Linked DNA regions of Zea mays: all the other regions are linked to region 1. Evidence: chromatin contacts called from public Hi-C data. All regions are on one chromosome and are shown on one strand. The core of a region is the stretch at or near the end of the contact, and the rest is flanking DNA. Distances in the headings are between cores, read along the strand shown. Region 1 holds the start of LOC100273265 (Calcium-dependent lipid-binding (CaLB domain) family protein). Region 2 holds the start of LOC100193504 (Mediator of RNA polymerase II transcription subunit 31). Region 3 holds the start of LOC100384057 (PGP1).

Region 1 (3,702 bases), core at 815-3,314:
ATTGTGATTGTTGTAATAAAGATGCCTTCATTGTAACAAAAATTGTATATCTCCCTAGATTAACCAAACAACCTTTTGGAGCCCAGGATTACAGCTGAAGGGGATTATACCCTCATGGCTAGTTCGTTTGGAAGCGAATTGGAGGGGATTGATGGGGATTAGATCAGCTTTTATCCGTTTGCAACAGAACATGCCCTCAATGGGTCAAGTGATAGGAGAGGGTTAACTCAATCAATCTCTAGATTAAATCCCTCCCTTGATTTTACCCCTAGCTATGAACCGAATATAGCCTTAGTGGCAGGAGCGGAGGACGCATGCATCCTGGTCCACTTACATCCTAACCTGGCCCAACTCGAACATAGCAGGCCCAATCAAGGTGCTTCCACAGACAAATTCGAACACTCTTCTTATATCAAAAAGAAGAAAAAGGAAGAGAGAATAAGAAATAGATCCATAAAGTGTTTCTAGAATTCGTGGTAGTGTGCGTGTAGCGTCGCAGTCGTACCTACAGGCTGCAGCAGCTGACAATGAGTATTGAAAATGTGGCCACCTTCGTTCGTGCATCCAAAAACACCCCAATCACCCAGTAGCAGCTGAACCACTGTTTCATTTGCATTATTGCTGTGCTTTGCTTTGTTTCGCTTTTGTGAAAGCTAGCTCTCAGTTGAGGCGTCGAGTGTTTCGTTAAGCTTCAAAGCATTGAACGCTCGATTGTTTGACCGTCTTCCACGCTTCGGATTAAAGGCATCTCTTCGAAGGTATAGAAGTTGTAGAACTCAATCAAATAGGCTATCGTTGACTGCCATGGATCTTCTTAGCAAGGGTACGGCCTTGCCGCTTCACTGACATCTTTTTCTTTTCTTTTCTGTTCATACTGCAAAAAATATATATAGGCGCCCACGTACGACATGGAAAGCAAGATACGGTTCGAATTGGACAATCAAACCAAGTACTCGATCAAATGGTTGGCGATTAACATATATTGCCATGGTTCAAGTTTTGATTTTTTTTCTCGACTGGGGTGATCTCACTTATTATTTGAATACATTTGAGCTACTCGACTTCGACTTGTTGCCTGGATTTCGGTTCCGTATGCATGATCATGATCTCCTCTCCGACCTGCTTCATTCTAGTAATCGTCATCGTAATCTCCGTCGCCGAACGTCTCCTCCTCCACCCTCTCGGCGACGCGATCCTCGAACTTGTCCTCCACGTAGCTCGCCCCTTCCGCCAGCGCGAGGCCGCCCAGCAGCCCCGCCGCGGCGCCCACGGCCAGCCCCGTCCCCATCCCCATCTTGCTGCTCTTCTGCTGCTGGGCAGGTAGTGGAGCAGCCTCAGCGCCGTACGCCGTCGGAGCAGCAGCTCCGTAGCCATAACCACCGCCGTAGGGAGGAGGAGCGTCGGCCGGGTACCCCACCGGCGGCGCGGCGTACGGCGGCTGTCCGCCGTACGCCGGCGGCGCCGCGTAGTACGGGTCGCGGGCGGCGCCGGGGTTCCCGTACGCGGGCGCCGGGTACGGGTTCGGGTCGTAGTAGCGCGGCGGCGGCGCGGCCTCGCGGACGGCGACGCGGGCCTCGAGCCGGCCCTGCGGGCGGCCCGAGGGCCGCTTCAGCCTGAGCGTGCGCGAGACCCTGGCGCCGCCGACGCCGCCGGCGTCATCGAGGACGTCGCGGAGCGGGAGGCGCGCGGAGCCCACGAGCGGCTTGACGGCGTCGGCGTCGTCGCCGGCGGCGTGGACGACGTCGATGTGGAGGACGGCGTCGCCCAGGCGCGCGGCGGAGGCGGGCGGGACGGGGACCACCACCTTCTCGTCCCACACGGGGTCCTCGCCGTTGTCGGGGTCGACGCGGGTGGAGCACTTGGGCCCGTCGTCCACCCACAGCACGGCGTAGGGCCGGAGGTCGCCGTTGCGCCAGTTGACGTTCTTCAGGTTGCTCGCCGACCCCACCGTCACCTCCACCTCGTAGCGGGAGCCCATGGCGGCTCCTTTTGGGTTGCCTTTGCCTGTGGTGGCGGGGATGGATTGGATGAGATGGGAGGACACTCAAGAGAGAAGGATCGCTGATGGTGAGCGAGTGGGAGGATGCCAACGGGAGGGAAGGTATAAATAGTGTGGCGGGAGATGTGGGGTGGGGCTCACCTGTCAGCTGGGGAGGTGGCGGCTGGCCTTGTTGGGACGGACGGACGGACGGTTGCGACGCTGACGATGCTTGACTAGAAAAGGATGGCTGGCTCGCTGCTCATCGGTTTCTTCTCTGGACGTTGCATTTGAACGGACAACTGCATGGGAGTCTATTTCTTCTTTCTTTCCTCCCTAAATACTGCCATAAATAAATATAAATATATATTTTCTTAGCGGCTAAGTTCATTGACTATCCCAAAAAAATGGCTGTACTTTACTCCATACACGCCTTAGATGATATTCTGCTTGGTTAGAGGAGCTTCCCAGCAAATAACTCCTGAAAATCAGTTTTAATGGACATCTAAAAAATTAGTGTGGGTAGATTTTAAACATTTCTCTAATAGATCTTTTAAAACGACAGATTGTTTCTGTGGAATCCAAAAAAACACATTTATAGCTACAAATGAGAGCTTTAAGTGCTATGAAAAAGTTAGGAGCACTTTACAGAAACTGTTGGAGACAATTTTTTGTGTTTTTTCAAAAAAAACTTGATTTGAAAGAATTATGGGGAACTCTTGGAGATGTTCTTACTAAACAGGGCCTCTACCTGACTACCTCAGTCACACTCCTCCAATCAAGGATGTTTGCCGGTATGTGTGGATAGGACAATCTATTCTCCTAAAGACTCCTCCAATCACCGGCTTAGTACAGCATCACGCGAAAACCAGAGTCAAGGGACATAGGGATTATGATCTAGCCTGCTATTGGACAGGAGTAGCACTCATGCTTTATGCTCTCCGGATCCAGTGCTGATGCTTCCACTGGCCAGTGGCCACTACCGAAGATCAGAGAGATGCCGTGAGGCATGGCGGTGGCGGCCACCACACGCCCACACGGTTTCGACGCGCAAGCTTTCTCCTTTTTCCGCTGGTGGGCAGGACCGCTGGAGTACCATGCACACACCATCATCATCACGACTCACGAAACCTTTCGTTTCCGCCGCCCCCATCTCATCCAATTCCTACCCCACCACCAGAGGTCCAATCGGTTTCGGCATGTAGCTCCGATCCCCAACCAATGCTGTCAATTCACTTCACATGCCTGACTCTGTGCATCTACAGTTCAACAAAATCTACCAATAATAAATATTTTGTTAGAAAACTTAAGAAACCAAAAGAAATACGGTGCCAACAAACCAGCCAAAAAGAACACTTGCTCCTACTTGCTGGAGTGTGCTAGAAGAACCTGGCATGACTGGAAAGCTCCAAACTTTTCCAGCTTTGTCGAAGCCAAGGGTTCCACAGGACCGACTGATAACCAAACCGCGAGTTCGAGAGAGAAACAGAGACAGAGAGCAGCCGTCGTGCTTCAGATGTTTTCTGCCCCACAGCGGTCCGCTGAGCGGAGAACGTAAAAAAAAAAAAACAGCAGTTCCATTCCAACAGACGAGCGCGCATGCATGCTCCAAAGCCCCCCACAAAGCGGGCATCATCACACTTATATTTTATCAGTTCATGCAAATTCGGCCCGCCTGTTTATTATCTCTACTTGTCATTTTACCAACAAAAGAGAGATTCAGT
Region 2 (3,702 bases), core at 729-3,228, 680 kb before region 1:
ATGATCCTGACTCAATCTATGATAGATTGGCTGTTTCCCCTATGACTTTGTGGACAACTCATGGACAGCCTATTCCCTTATTGATGAATTTGGCCACCAAATTGCTTAGCCAACCAGCCTCATCTATAGCTTTATCCATAGTGTCAAGAGAAATGCCATAACTCAGAGCATGTTGAAGATTTGGTCTTTGTCTGCCAAAAAGAACTGATGCATATAAGACAGGAGAGACAATGATGTGGGATGTGGGAGGAGATTTTTTTATTCACTTGGTGGTATTGGCATCCTTGAAGTGCCTGACCTCTCCCTTGATGGGCCTGAATTGCAAGCTGTGTCTTTTGGTTTGGGTGATCTCCAGCTTAATGTTGTGGATGAGAATGAAACAAGCAAGACAAATGCGGAATAGGAACTTGGTGCGAGCCTGAATTGCAAACCTGAATGCCTTTTATTAATTTCTTAAATTTGAGACTACTGTATTTGAGAATTGAGACCTGCTGTGCTTTAATTAGAACTTAAATAGTTAAGTAGATTGTGGTGTTTCATTGTTAGATTGCTATCCATTTTAATATGCATTATTATCCTTTTATTTAAAAAATAGTAAAATGTATTCATGAATGGGAATTTTTAGGAAATTGCTGTATCTGTGTATCAGTATCCTTGTGATACCGATACATGTATCAGTATACGTGCTGCATAGTTCTACAAAAGTACTCATATCAAGTTTGTGTGACTTTCTGTTTTTTATAGGTTCTAGAAAGCAAGTCAAAATAATATGGCCCAACAGAGCAACTTCAGCTAGGTTTTGAAAGAAGGGATGACACTGCAAGACGGTAAACAAAAGCTAAAAACGGTGCTCAAGTGTGAACGTGTGATTCTAGGCCAAAAGATCACCTTGTTTGTTGGATGTGCCATTGCATTTCGGAAATTGGCATTTTGGAGAAGCTCAAGAAAGAAAAGGCAGTGTGGATACCTGCATCATCAGCAAAAACAATGAGCAAGCCATTTCCTCTGTTGCAGAAAAAACCACTGAATATGGTATCACTCACATTATGTATTTGATATACTCTGGTCGCTGCCAGTATTTTAGATACTTGAGGTACCCGATAAATGCCTCATCCTCGAAATATCTATTCTGCGCTAGATCTATTTGGGAAAAGAAAGAGCATTCAAATCATCCATGCAGTACCAAACATGATGTGCATTGAACAAGAAAGTTCAAGTAAAAAACAAGGAGCCATGAGGCACACAAAATGATGATATCAAGCAACACTACTAACAATATCACAGCCTTAGCTTAGCAATCATATCCTATTGATAAGAAACCGCTCATGAGGCCCATGCAGACGAGACCAGTTTGAATAGGGGAGAATGGGATTTAGGCTAGTACTAAAAATTCCTAAGCACTCCTAGCTCCCTTCTCAAGCAGGGACTTACTGACAAACACACACTTCTACAAAAATTTTCAGTCCGTTGCAATGGATTGCTAGTTACTAGCAGCACAGCCCCTATCAAAATTGGTAACAAACCGGTACAGGAAAACGTTCTATAGATGCGTGCAACATCAGATTAGCTAATCCCAACAAGGTGAGATGAAACAAGAGAATGGAGGACAGTACAGTACAGTGGATGTAGGTAGGGTTGGCGAGGCACTGCACGAACTCCAACTCGAGTAGGAATCGCTGACTCCCATTGTCAGGGTCCTTGTACGGCGGCGGCTTCCCACCCACGCCAGGGTTCTCGACGTCGGACATCGGGGTTCAATCGGTTGAAACCAGGGGCAGATCTATTAAAGGAACAAGGGTGTACATGTGTACACACATTAATCAAATAGTCTGAGGTTAGAGTTTTGAGAACTCGATTTCGCACAGCAGACAGGGAACTAGGGAAGAGAAGAGGGTGGGAATACTTGGCGGGCGCTCTTCGCCGGCAAACAGATCGGAGAAGGTCTCGGCAGTCGGCACCTGGCGTACGGCGGCGGCGGTAGCCGACCCCGAGAGAGAATGACCGGATCTTGGAAAGAGGGAGTATCGACCTGGACTGACGCACTGTCAGCGGTGCGAGCCAGGCGGCGAACGGACGAGAGGAGGTGCCGTGTGCGGTTGGAATTTTTTTACTTTTATTAATCCTTTTTAAAATTATACTACCTCTAGTTTTTTATATATGACGCTCACCAATTCATTTTTGACTTGTTCGACGACAAATAAAAAAATCAAGGGAGTATTATTTCCTAAAAATAATATAGTCACTCTCTCTTCTCTTCTCTGAAGCACTCTCTGCTACGTAAAGCACTGGTTTTTAAGTTTTCACATCGTCTCTGATAAAAAAGAAGTATTTTTTTTTTAATCTAACTCAATCCAAATATCTTCGCGTGTCGTGGATCACGTACGTAGATTTATTTCTCCCCCGTTTCTCGTCTAATAAAATAGAGAGGGGATAAGACTTATTTTGCTATAGTCAAACTAACCCAACTATAAATCCCTCTTGTAGATCTATCTATTATCGATCATCACAAAGCGCCCTACTCGGTAGATATGCTCGCGCTCCATTGTCAACCTCTAGGACATCTGTCGGCGTCTCGAGACCGGGGGGTCCCTAAGCCGACGAGTGAGTGTGCCGCGTGCCCCAGCCCAGATGGGTCGAGCGCGTGGGCGAGCGCGAAGAGGGGAAGCGAGGTGGCCGGAGACGGGCGTGAGAAAGGTGGAAATCCCGCGGCCTTCGTGTTCGTCCCGCGCCCAGGTCGGGTGCGCTTGCAGTAGGGGGTTACAAGCGTCCACGCGGGTGAGGGAAGCGAGCGGCCCCAAGAGAGCGCCTGTCCCGTCCTCGTCCCCGCGCGGCCAACCTTTTCTAAGAAGGCTCTGGTCCTTCCTTTTATAGGCGTAAGGAGAGGATCTATGTGTACAATGGGGGTGTAGCAGAGTGCTACGTGTCTAGCGGGGGAGAGCTAGCGCCCTAAGTACATGCCGATGTGGCAGCCGGAGAGATCTTGGCACCCAGCTGGTGTGGTGTCGTGGCTGTCGGAGGAGCGACGGAGCCTGGCGGAGGGACAGCTGTCGGAGCGGTTGGGTCCTTGCTGACGTTCCCCTGCTTCCGTAAGGGAGCTGAGAGCCGCCGTCGTCACAGGGCTAGCGGGGCGCCATCATTGCCTATCTGGCAGAGCTAGCCAGATGGGACACCGGTCTTGTTCTCTGCGGCCCGAGTCGGCTCAGGGTAGGGTGATGATGGCGCTTCCTGTTGACGTGGCGGGCATGTGCCCTAGGTCGGGCGACGTGGAGGCTCCTCCGAAGCCGGGGTCGAGTCTGTCTTCCATGGCCGAGGCCGAGTCCGAGCCCCGGGGTCGGGCGAGGCGGAGGTCGTCGGCAGAGGCCAGGGCGGTGTCCGAGCCCTGGGGTCCGGCGGAGCGGAGTTCGTCGTCTTCCGGGCCTTAGCCCGAGTCCGAGCCCTGGGTCGGGCGGAGCGGAGTTCGCCGTCTTCCGGGTCTTAGCCCGAGTCCGAGCCCTGGGTCGGGCGGAGCGGACTTCGCCGTCTTCCGGGGCCTAGCCCGAGTCCGAGCCCTGGGTCGGGCGGAGCGGAGTTCGCCGTCTTCCGGGGCCTAGCCCGAGTCCGAGCCCTGGGTCGGGCGGAGCGGAGTTCACCGTCTTCCGGGGCCTAGCCCGAGTCCGAGCCCTGGGTTGGGCGGAACGGAGTTCGCCGTCTTCCGGGGCCTAG
Region 3 (3,702 bases), core at 868-3,367, 650 kb after region 1:
AACTGTGGTGTTATGGTGAAATAGAGTTTTGTGTGTATGTACCAACAACTAAAATGTAAACACGACATTATCATAGTTGAGTTCAGGAATAATTATCTCTTATATCTTATTGTAAGATCCGAAACAGTTCTCCTGTAGATGGTTAGCTTGCATTTTACGCTACAATTACCTCAGATCACTTCTTGTTGTATCTTACACCAATTTATGAAATTTCTTGAAGCGTTTTATGACAACCTCGTGCGCTGAGAGATACATTCGGTCTACATTCGTTATTATGAAATAGATGGACGATTTATGCTAAAATCCGTACTCATTTACGTTGTTTTGGTTCACGATTTACGCTTAAAACCGTCCGAGCCAGAATCCGCGCACGACCGATGGCGCGTGATTTTTGCGCCGTAAATTTGGGCTCCATTCGCCATTACGAAACAGATATACGATTTACTCTAAAATTCGTACTAATTTACAATGTTTTGGTTCACGTTTTACGCTAAAATCCATTCGAGCCAGAACCCGCGCTCAATCGGCCGCACACGATTTTCAAGCCGTAATTTCTGGGTCCATTTGCTGTTACGAAACAGATATACGACTTACGCTAAATTTCGTAATCATTTATGTTGTTTTAGCTCACGTTTTACACTAAAATTCATTCGAACCAGAACCCGCGTACGATCAGCCGCACGCGATTTTTACGCCGTAATTTCAGGCCTCATTTGCTGTTACGAAACAGATATACGATTTACGCTAAATTTCGTAATCATTTATGATGTTTTAGCTCACGTTTTACGCTAAAATCCATTCGAGCCAGAACCCGCGTACGATCGGACGCACGCGATTTACACGCCGTAATTTCGGGGCCCATTTGCTGTTACGAAACAGATATACGATTTACGCTAAATTTCGTACTCATTTATGTTGTTTTAGCTCACGTTTTACGCTAGAATTCGCCCGAGCCAGAACTAGCACACGATCGGACGCGCATGGACCTGGCTGGGGTTTCCTGTACTAATGGAAGCCCTGGACTTTCATTAACTCCTCTCTCTCTCTCTCTCTCTCTCTCTCTATATATATATATATATATATATATATATATATATATATATATATATATATATATATATATATATATATATATATATATATATATATATATATATATATATATATATATATATGTGTGTGGTGCCTTTCTTTCAAAACATATTATGCAACGCGTACCGTATCTCAACAAACACCTTCAATAAGTTGAGTCGGGGTAGATCTCAAGGCTACATAAAATAGTTTTTTTTCTAGAATGGATGCATTTGTTTTAAGAGAAAAATGATGCACTTGGAATGCATCAAGCAAAGGGATGTAAGAATGTTGGAAAAACACATGAACCCGTATCGCGAGATGCTTATTTATCCATTCTTTATCACAGTGGATGCATATGCAACAAAACCAAAACAGATGGTTAGCGAGTGACAGTATATAGAGATCTAAAGTTGTCCGACACTTCATCGGTAAAAAAAGCAGCATAACCGAGTGAATGGAAGAAAAACGAATTTCTCATATACACAGCAGGTTTTCTTAAAAAACGTTATATCGGTATTATATTAAGAAGAGACCAAAATATGGTCCTGTCGAGAAAATTTCTAAACATTAGTTCTCATCACCAGTGAGCCGTCACCATCTAGTTTGCAACGGTCCAGTTAGAGTGCACTCAGGACTCGCAGCGAGAGAATTTTTTTAATCAAGCCTAAAATTCACTTTCGGACAAATCGAACTACTCATAAATATTAACCATGAGACCTTTTCGCCGCAGCAGGTTTTCTATCGGCCGTTAGATTTTAGTGACGATGAAAATGATAGAACGCAACGTGCCGCATGCATCCATTCCCATTCGTTTTCCACAGTACATGTAGGAGTACTGTGCAAGTAGGGTCCGTACATTCAGTCTCTCTCACTAGTTGGACTCTTCTACTGCTACAAAGACATGAGCTGCCGGGAATGGGAACCGGAGGAGCGAGCGAGCCTGACGGTCTCACACACACAGTCACACTCCCAAGCCAATTATTATAAGAGGCGAGATGAGCAACTCCAGCTCTTAACCAATCCACTCCTCCTCCCTCTCCACCTCCTCTGCTTTGCTCTGCCACTCTGCTGAGGTGGGGGGCAGAGGAGCTCCCCCTCCCTCCTCTCCCCTCCTCGCCATGTCTAGCAGCGACCCGGAGGAGATCAGGGCGCGCGTCGTCGTTCTCGGTTCGCCCCATGCCGACGGCGGCGACGAGTGGGCCCGGCCCGAGCTCGAGGCCTTCCATCTGCCGTCTCCCGCCCACCAGCCTCCTGGCTTCCTAGCCGGGCAACCGGAAGCAGCAGAGCAACCCACGCTCCCTGCTCCTGCTGGCCGCAGCAGCAGCAGCAGCAACACGCCTACTACATCTGCCGGTGGCGGCGCTGCTCCTCCTCCTCCTTCTTCGCCTCCCCCTCCGCCGGCTTCTCTGGAGACCGAGCAGCCGCCCAATGCCAGGCCAGCCTCCGCCGGCGCCAATGACAGCAAGAAGCCCACCCCGCCCGCCGCCCTGCGCGACCTCTTCCGCTTCGCCGACGGCCTCGACTGCGCGCTCATGCTCATCGGCACCCTCGGCGCGCTCGTCCACGGCTGCTCGCTCCCCGTCTTCCTCCGCTTCTTCGCCGACCTCGTCGACTCCTTCGGCTCCCACGCCGACGACCCGGACACCATGGTCCGCCTCGTCGTCAAGTACGCCTTCTACTTCCTCGTCGTCGGAGCGGCAATCTGGGCATCCTCGTGGGCAGGTACGCTATCCCTCCTCCTCCTGCCGCCCCAGCTTGTGTGCGTCGCGAATTGGCGGTCAATTTGGATTGGATGACAAATCACGTCGGTCAGCCAATCGCCGTGGCTACAAACGAGATGTTCAAATCGTTCGCCCCGCTCGCAGAGATCTCTTGCTGGATGTGGACCGGCGAGCGGCAGTCGACGCGGATGCGGATCCGGTACCTGGACGCGGCGCTGCGGCAGGACGTGTCCTTCTTCGACACCGACGTGCGGGCCTCGGACGTGATCTACGCCATCAACGCGGACGCCGTGGTGGTGCAGGACGCCATCAGCGAGAAGCTGGGCAACCTCATCCACTACATGGCCACCTTCGTGGCCGGCTTCGTCGTGGGGTTCACGGCCGCGTGGCAGCTGGCGCTGGTCACGCTGGCCGTGGTGCCGCTCATCGCCGTCATCGGCGGGCTGAGCGCCGCCGCGCTCGCCAAGCTCTCGTCCCGCAGCCAGGACGCGCTCTCGGGCGCCAGCGGCATCGCGGAGCAGGCGCTCGCGCAGATACGGATCGTGCAGGCGTTCGTTGGCGAGGAGCGCGAGATGCGGGCCTACTCGGCGGCGCTGGCCGTGGCGCAGAGGATCGGCTACCGCAGCGGCTTCGCCAAGGGGCTCGGCCTCGGCGGCACCTACTTCACCGTCTTCTGCTGCTACGGGCTCCTGCTCTGGTACGGCGGCCACCTCGTGCGCGCCCAGCACACCAACGGCGGGCTCGCCATCGCCACCATGTTCTCCGTCATGATCGGCGGACTGTAAGGCCCACCACACCACGCACTCTCTCCTTCTGCTGCTCCTCGGCCCGCCCCCGTCGTCATTGCTGCTGACGGTATCTGTGGATCGCGTGCAGGGCCCTCGGGCAGTCGGCGCCGAGCATGGCC

What was found. A called contact is a pair of places that touch in the nucleus more often than the background predicts.
Region 2: a Hi-C map of ear shows a contact between it and region 1, with 2.0 times the contacts expected there. The contact joins the promoter of LOC100193504 here to the promoter of LOC100273265 in region 1. A contact is called at or near these places in 2 of 25 Hi-C or Micro-C datasets (ear and endosperm).
Region 3: a contact with region 1 is called in a Hi-C map of bundle sheath, with 3 times the contacts expected there. The contact joins the promoter of LOC100384057 here to the promoter of LOC100273265 in region 1. A contact is called at or near these places in 3 of 25 Hi-C or Micro-C datasets (bundle sheath, ear and endosperm).

What each region holds. Positions count from the first base shown.
Region 1 is chr1:207,278,873-207,282,574 of Zm-B73-REFERENCE-NAM-5.0, reverse strand. LOC100273265 (Calcium-dependent lipid-binding (CaLB domain) family protein) reads right to left here and starts at 2,064. Exons shown (of 1, transcript NM_001147706.1): 1 at 955-2,064. The coding sequence starts at 1,978. The coding sequence ends at 1,130. It overlaps LOC100280242, which reads right to left. Exons shown (of 33, transcript NM_001153171.1): 33 at 3,584-3,702.
Region 2 is chr1:207,961,771-207,965,472 of Zm-B73-REFERENCE-NAM-5.0, reverse strand. LOC100193504 (Mediator of RNA polymerase II transcription subunit 31) reads right to left here and starts at 1,978. Exons shown (of 5, transcript NM_001138617.1): 1 at 1,904-1,978; 2 at 1,619-1,780; 3 at 1,044-1,140; 4 at 889-967. The coding sequence starts at 1,748.
Region 3 is chr1:206,632,439-206,636,140 of Zm-B73-REFERENCE-NAM-5.0, reverse strand. LOC100384057 (PGP1) reads left to right here and starts at 2,117. Exons shown (of 5, transcript NM_001362241.1): 1 at 2,117-2,796; 2 at 2,940-3,576; 3 at 3,672-3,702. The coding sequence starts at 2,193.